Regions from separate parts of the Dromaius novaehollandiae genome. Here region 1 is linked to region 2. A link is a contact called in public Hi-C data. All regions are on one chromosome and are shown on one strand. The core of a region is the stretch at or near the end of the contact, and the rest is flanking DNA. Distances in the headings are between cores, read along the strand shown. Region 1 holds the start of PHLDA1 (pleckstrin homology like domain family A member 1). Region 2 holds the start of KRR1 (KRR1 small subunit processome component homolog).

Region 1 (2,890 bases), core at 34-2,533, 150 kb before region 2:
GAGTGAACTGTGTTTGAAACGATCGTGAATGGTATTCAGATCTTTCTAACACTAATACTCTGTTAAGATAGGCATAAAATTATTGTGAGAATGACCAGTATCTTACCTATTAAGTTCTAAGGAGAAGGGACTATTCTTTAGACAAATGGACTTTCAAGATAGTAATACCCTTAGTTCAGTTTGTGGCTAGTAAGCTGCCTTTATTACCGATTTGAGTGTCTTCCAGTCAGGTTAAAGGTAAAAGTTAATGAGAAAATGGATTGCCTTTATTACCTTAATTGTTTACCTCTCAACAGTTTATCTTTTTTTTTAATTTTAAGAGGAAAAGATTATAATTTTTAAGATATGTAAGAGGAAACATGTTTTAGTGTTATCAGAGATGGGCTCCATTAAAGCAGTCATCAATGTTGGAGGTTTTTTCCTGGTTTGTTCCTGCTGAGCTATACCATAGCATAGCCTGCTTCCTGGCTGCCAAGATTATTGTGAGGGGGTGTTTGTTTCTTATAGCCACCTAAAATACATGTTTAAAAAAGTAGTACTCAAACATAATGTGAAATTTCCAGCACTTGGTTTACATTGGCGTTGTCAGCCAAATTTAATTCTGTGGGCTTTTGATTTAGATCTAATACACTGGAAGATTTTAAAACAAATAGTTTAATAATAACCTTGGGCTACTTTTCTCGAATTCAAAGGACCTAAACCAAACGCTATCTAACCTGGGGCGGGGGAATCCAAACCATAAGCTCATGTGTAGCAACAAGGCGGAATAATTAGAAATGACTCTGGCTGTTTCTGTTTGGATTTTTGCTAGGGATTTTTCTAGTCTAGTTCTAAAATTTCCAAGTAATAAGCTCTCAGGGTTTCCTTTGGGAAGTGAGCTACATGCTTGCTTCCTTTTGACCTCACTCGTTCTGCTGGGAAGAGTAAAAAATAATCTACATACATAAATGTGTGTGTGTATATATATATATATTTTCCCCAGCGAAGTGCAGAGCGGTGCCGTGGAGCAGGGGAGGCCGTGGCCGAGGCTGGCTGTCCGGCTTCGCTTCCTCTGTGCGAGGGAGCGACGACTGCCTCAGCATCGGGGTGTCGCTCCAAGCTGGCACCGGCGTTGCTGGACGTGGCCGCGGCAGGAGCGCACGGCAGGAAGGGCCCTTGGCTCCTGCGGGCCGGGGCCGCGGCCGCCTGCGCCGACCGCCCCGCGCAGCGCCGCTGCCTTGCGCTCGCCCCTGCGGAGGGGGAGCGCGGGCGGGGGCCGCGGGCGCGGCGGCGCCGGGCTTCCCCGCGGGCGGCGGGGCCGCCTTTTCCGCCGGTGTCAGGCGGGGGCGGGAGAGGCGCGCTCAAAAGCGGAGGGGAGGGAAAAGCGGCGGCAGAGCCGGCGGAGCCGCGCAGCCCCGCCACGCCGCCGCTGCGCTCGCTGCGGGCCGGGGCGCTGCCCGCCCTCCGCCTCGGCGCCGGCGCGGGGCGGCGGGTGCTCGGCTGGTGCCGGCTGCCGCCCGACGCCAGCCCCGGCGGGCCGAGGCCGTCGGCCGGTGCCGGCAGGATGCTGGAGAGCGGCTGCAAGGCGGTGAAGGAGGGCGTGCTGGAGAAGCGGAGCGACGGGCTGCTGCAGCTCTGGAAGAAGAAGCGCTGCATCCTCACCGAGGAGGGGCTGCTCCTCATCCCGCCCAAGCAGCAGCCGCCGCCGCCGCAGCAGCAGCCGCAGCAGCAGCAGCAGCAGCCGCCGACGACGACCGAGCCGGCGGCCAAGATGAAGGAGCTGCACTTCTCCAACATGAAGACGGTGGACTGCGTGGAGCGCAAGGGCAAGTACGTGTACTTCACGGTGGTGATGGCCGAGGGCAAGGAGATCGACTTTCGGTGCGCGCAGGAGCAGGGCTGGAACGCGGCGATCACGCTGCAGATGGTGCAGTACAAGAACCGCCAGGCCGTGCTCGCCGTCCGCTCCACCCGCCACAAGCAGCAGCAGCTCCTGGCGCCGCCGCCGGCCCCGCGCCGCCGCAGCGCCTCCAGCTCCGCCTAGGCACCGGCCCCGGCCCCGGCCCCGCTCCCGCTCCGCGCTGCCGCCGCCGCCCCGCGCCGAGCAGCGCCGCGGCCGCGTTGTTCGTGAACCGTGGGAAGGAGCCGTCGGTGCCGCGGGACTTCTCCTAGGAGACATGATGTGCTGTAACTTTATTTTAATGTATTTTATTTATTAGCCGTTGTGGGGGGTTTTTTGTTTGTTTTTTCCTTCGATTTTTTAAAGGCTTGTTTGCAAGACATTTCTGAATGTAGGCCGTCCCCGAAAAGCAAAGGGGGAAAAAAACCACTATACGTTAGCTCCCTAAAGAAACGAAGAAGTTGGGGTAATTTGGCCACGTGCAGTTAGACAAGGGTTTTTCACTTTTACTCCAATATACTGTATTACGTGGAAAAGGTGTGGTTTGGGATTCGACCAAAGCCCTCACTGTGTACGAAAGCGCTTCTCTCTAGTGAAAATAACGACTAGAGTCCGGGTCTAAAATGGCTTTCTTCTAAAATACACGCATGGTGGAAGATGATAAAACTTTACACACGTTTGTTTACTCAAAAATAATGATTGTTATTCCAAGATTAAAAAAGAAAAGTCTAATGCATGAGTTGAGGGGAACCTGACCAATTTCTCTTGTCACACATGACTCACAGCTGGATTTAAATTATCTGTATTATGTGTTTGCTCCTTCTAGGCTAGAGGGCAGGAGCTGAGAAGTGTTTATGGACATCTCCAAGCATCTGAGTCCAGGGCTTCATCCGCACAGTCAGTTTGTGAAAGGTCTGGGTTCTTGACCGTGGCCAAATTTTCATGGCAGTTTTTAAATGTCTTGCATTGAAGTAGCCCCTAGTTTAAAGTTATATACATCTTAGTGTGCAA
Region 2 (3,074 bases), core at 322-2,821:
GTAGAGAATTTAGAAGGGGCTACAAAACTATGCTGGGAAATTGGGTGAGTGCTCTGGTAGCGTGACTACTCACCCAGTCTAGCCAGTTTAAGGTTAATTTTTCTGTTAGAAGTAGGAACCACTGTCACCAAGGTGCAGGCACACATTAGAATGAAGTAATTACAATGGAAAACTATGGGGGTTTTTGTGTTCACAAATAGCAAGTAAATCTGATGTGTGGCCTGAAATACCTGGCACCTGGCTGTTGACCATGGTGGAAATAGTGGAAAACAGCATTGCTTATCCCTGGGAAACAGAGTAGAACGCCTGTGCTGATTTGCATTGACTTTATTTTCACCTTCCTGCTCTTGGGGAAGGACAACCCGATAGGGAAACGTGTATTGCTCTGCATACAAATTGTAACGCCAAGGCTTTTGGAGGCTTAGCAGCCATCGCTCAGCTGCTTCAGCGAGTCCGCACCTCCTAAACGCATCCCCTTGAGCCTCACCCATATCCCCCAAGATTTAACTGTTGAGAGGAAAGTGCTGTGCGCACGCGGGTATGCATTTAAACCAAATAAAGGTGCAATTTTAGCAACACACAGCCGCCCTACCCAGCCGGAGCAGGCAGCACACGTGCCCGTGAGGTGAGGTCCGGCACATCAGTTTTGCACCAAGCGCGACACCGCGTCCCACAGGCGTCCCCGCACCCACTAACATTTTGCTGGTAGATAAAGCTTGGTTAGCCTTTATAATTAAATGTCAGAGACCAACCGGAGTGCTAATTAACTTAAGCGCGCTTGGCCACATTCCAGCCCAACGCCTGCCCACTGCCGCGATGTGGCTTGTCTCAATCACGTCTCCGAGAGTTGTGGGCTTTTCTTTTTTTAATTTTGTTAATGGAAAACGTTTGCCTACTGTTTTGACCTTCTAAAACACATGGATTTCACGGTCATTTTTCTCATTCATTTTTAGTGGCGTTTTCCAACGAACAATCTTCAAAATGAAGGTTGGTATTAATATATGGTTAATATATTTGGAGAGTGGGGGTGACACAGATTTCCATTTTACTTCCAGTCATCTATTCTTTTTTTTAAGAGTTCTTCATCAGTTTGCTGTGCATCTGCTGCCCGCAAACACAAAACTGGGGCGTCGCAGGGGTACCCCCGCTCCACTCCGTTTCCCCCCCAGGCCCTTCCTGGCCAGGGACGAGGACAACGCCTCGGCCCCACGTCCCTGGGCTGAAACAGCACACCAAAAGACCCTTTCTATCCGCTCCGCTGTGAGGACCCCCTCAGTTTTACAGCGAGGGGCCACGGGCGGTGGTGCGGGACAGATCCGCCACCGGCGCCAGGCCGCGGGCCGCCACCCGCGCCGCTGCCTCCGCGGCCCCACAGCGGGGCGCGGGCGAGACTACAGGTCCCGGCATGCAGCGCGCGGCCATGCACTGGGCACCGCAGATCCCGGCATGCAGCGCGCGGTCACGCACTGGGGACTACAGATCCCGGCATGCAGCGCGGCCCTCTTCCCAGCGGGGACCGCAGATCCCGGCATGCAGCGCGGCCACACACCGAGGACTACAGTTCCCGGCATGCAATGCACCCCACCGCCCTCTTCCGGCGGCGGGTGAAAGGTCCGATGCCAACTGGCATGGCGGCTCCGAGGGGAGCAGACGCAGTGGCGGTGGCGGCGGAGCAGCAGCAGCCGGTGGCGCCACCGAAGCGCTTTCACAAAAAGAAAGCGACGAAAGGTGGGGGCGGATGTGCGGGGCGGCAGCGGCCTGGCCGGAGGGCCGGGCGCGGCGGAGCCGGCGTGTGCTGGGCCCTCGCCGCGGGTCCCTGCGGTGGCCCCAGGGAGCCGCCACGGCAGATCTCGGAGCTCGGCAGCCGCTTTGTAAGGGTCCGGGGCAGCGCGTGAAAGCCGGGCGGCTTCCTGGGGCCTGCGTCGCTTGAGATGAGCTGGATGTAGTTATTCAGTGCGGGAAGTGGGCAGCGGTGGTTTTACTGTGGTGCCCCCCTCCTCAAAGCACTTTGATTGCTCGTCTGAAAGTGTTGTACCTGATTCTCGTATGATACCATGTCTGTCAGTTGTGGAACTCTTTTGAGTAACTCTCTTTAGAGCAATAATTTCTTCAAGGGCAGGACAAGTGGATAACTGGGTGTTGAATGAAGCTGGCTGAGTACCTGTTTTCTGCTAGTCTTCTGTAGTTAAACAGGGAGGAGGGAGATTAGTCACTAGTGAAAGACAAAAAGCAATTAAATATGTTGGGGTTTTTTTTGACAGTTGATGAATCTGAACTTCTCACAGTCCCAGATGGATGGAAAGAGCCGGCCTTTACAAGAGAAGATAATCCTAGAGGGCTTCTGGAAGAAAGCAGTTTTGCAACATTATTCCCGAAGTATAGAGAAGCATACCTGAAAGAATGCTGGCCGCTAGTCCAGAAAGCCTTGAGTGAACATGTATGAATAGTTGCTAATTATAATGTTATATTTTATTGTTTGGGACATACAGGTAGTACATAAGCTAGTAAAAATAGTGTGGGTCACTTTTGCATTATTGCATGTATTTATATTTATAATATGCTTACATTTGGAATTCATAGTGTTATTTTTCATTCCCATTGATATCAGTGGAAGTCTGTGTAGCCAGACCTACAATTCCTTATGATTGTTAAATTTTCAGTGAAGCTTGTTGCAGTAGCAAGAATCTAGTCATCCAGAAGCTGATAACTTTATTGCACTCAAATTGAAGGAGATGAGGGAGGTAATGTTTCAGGCCTTGTGATGTGTATATTCAGTCAGTTTTTCTTGAATTTTCTTAAGCTGGAAGTCATTTTAGGATTTCTTCAAAATGGATCTGCATTTAGTATATAGTGTTCTGTTTCCTAACTTCTTAATACTGAAGGGGTATTCTGAGATTCTTATTTAGAGATTAATTCACTATTTCTTTTCAAATATTGCAGTATGTGAGTGCAACACTGGATCTAATTGAAGGTAGCATGACTGTCACTACCACTAAGAAGACTTTTGATCCATATGCAATCATCAGGGCTAGAGATTTAATAAAACTTCTAGCAAGAAGTGTTCCATTTGAACA

Evidence for each region. Hi-C and Micro-C count contacts between places; a contact is called where the count stands out from the background.
Region 1: a contact with region 2 is called in a Hi-C map of liver, with 12 times the contacts expected there. The contact joins the promoter of PHLDA1 here to the promoter of KRR1 in region 2. A contact is called at or near these places in 2 of 4 Hi-C or Micro-C datasets (brain and liver).

Annotation. Positions count from the first base shown.
Region 1 is chr1:38,781,397-38,784,286 of bDroNov1.hap1, reverse strand. PHLDA1 (pleckstrin homology like domain family A member 1) reads left to right here and starts at 1,283. Exons shown (of 1, transcript XM_064509259.1): 1 at 1,283-2,890. The coding sequence starts at 1,544. The coding sequence ends at 2,023.
Region 2 is chr1:38,632,380-38,635,453 of bDroNov1.hap1, reverse strand. KRR1 (KRR1 small subunit processome component homolog) reads left to right here and starts at 1,571. Exons shown (of 10, transcript XM_026100418.2): 1 at 1,571-1,728; 2 at 2,262-2,437; 3 at 2,941-3,074. The coding sequence starts at 1,575.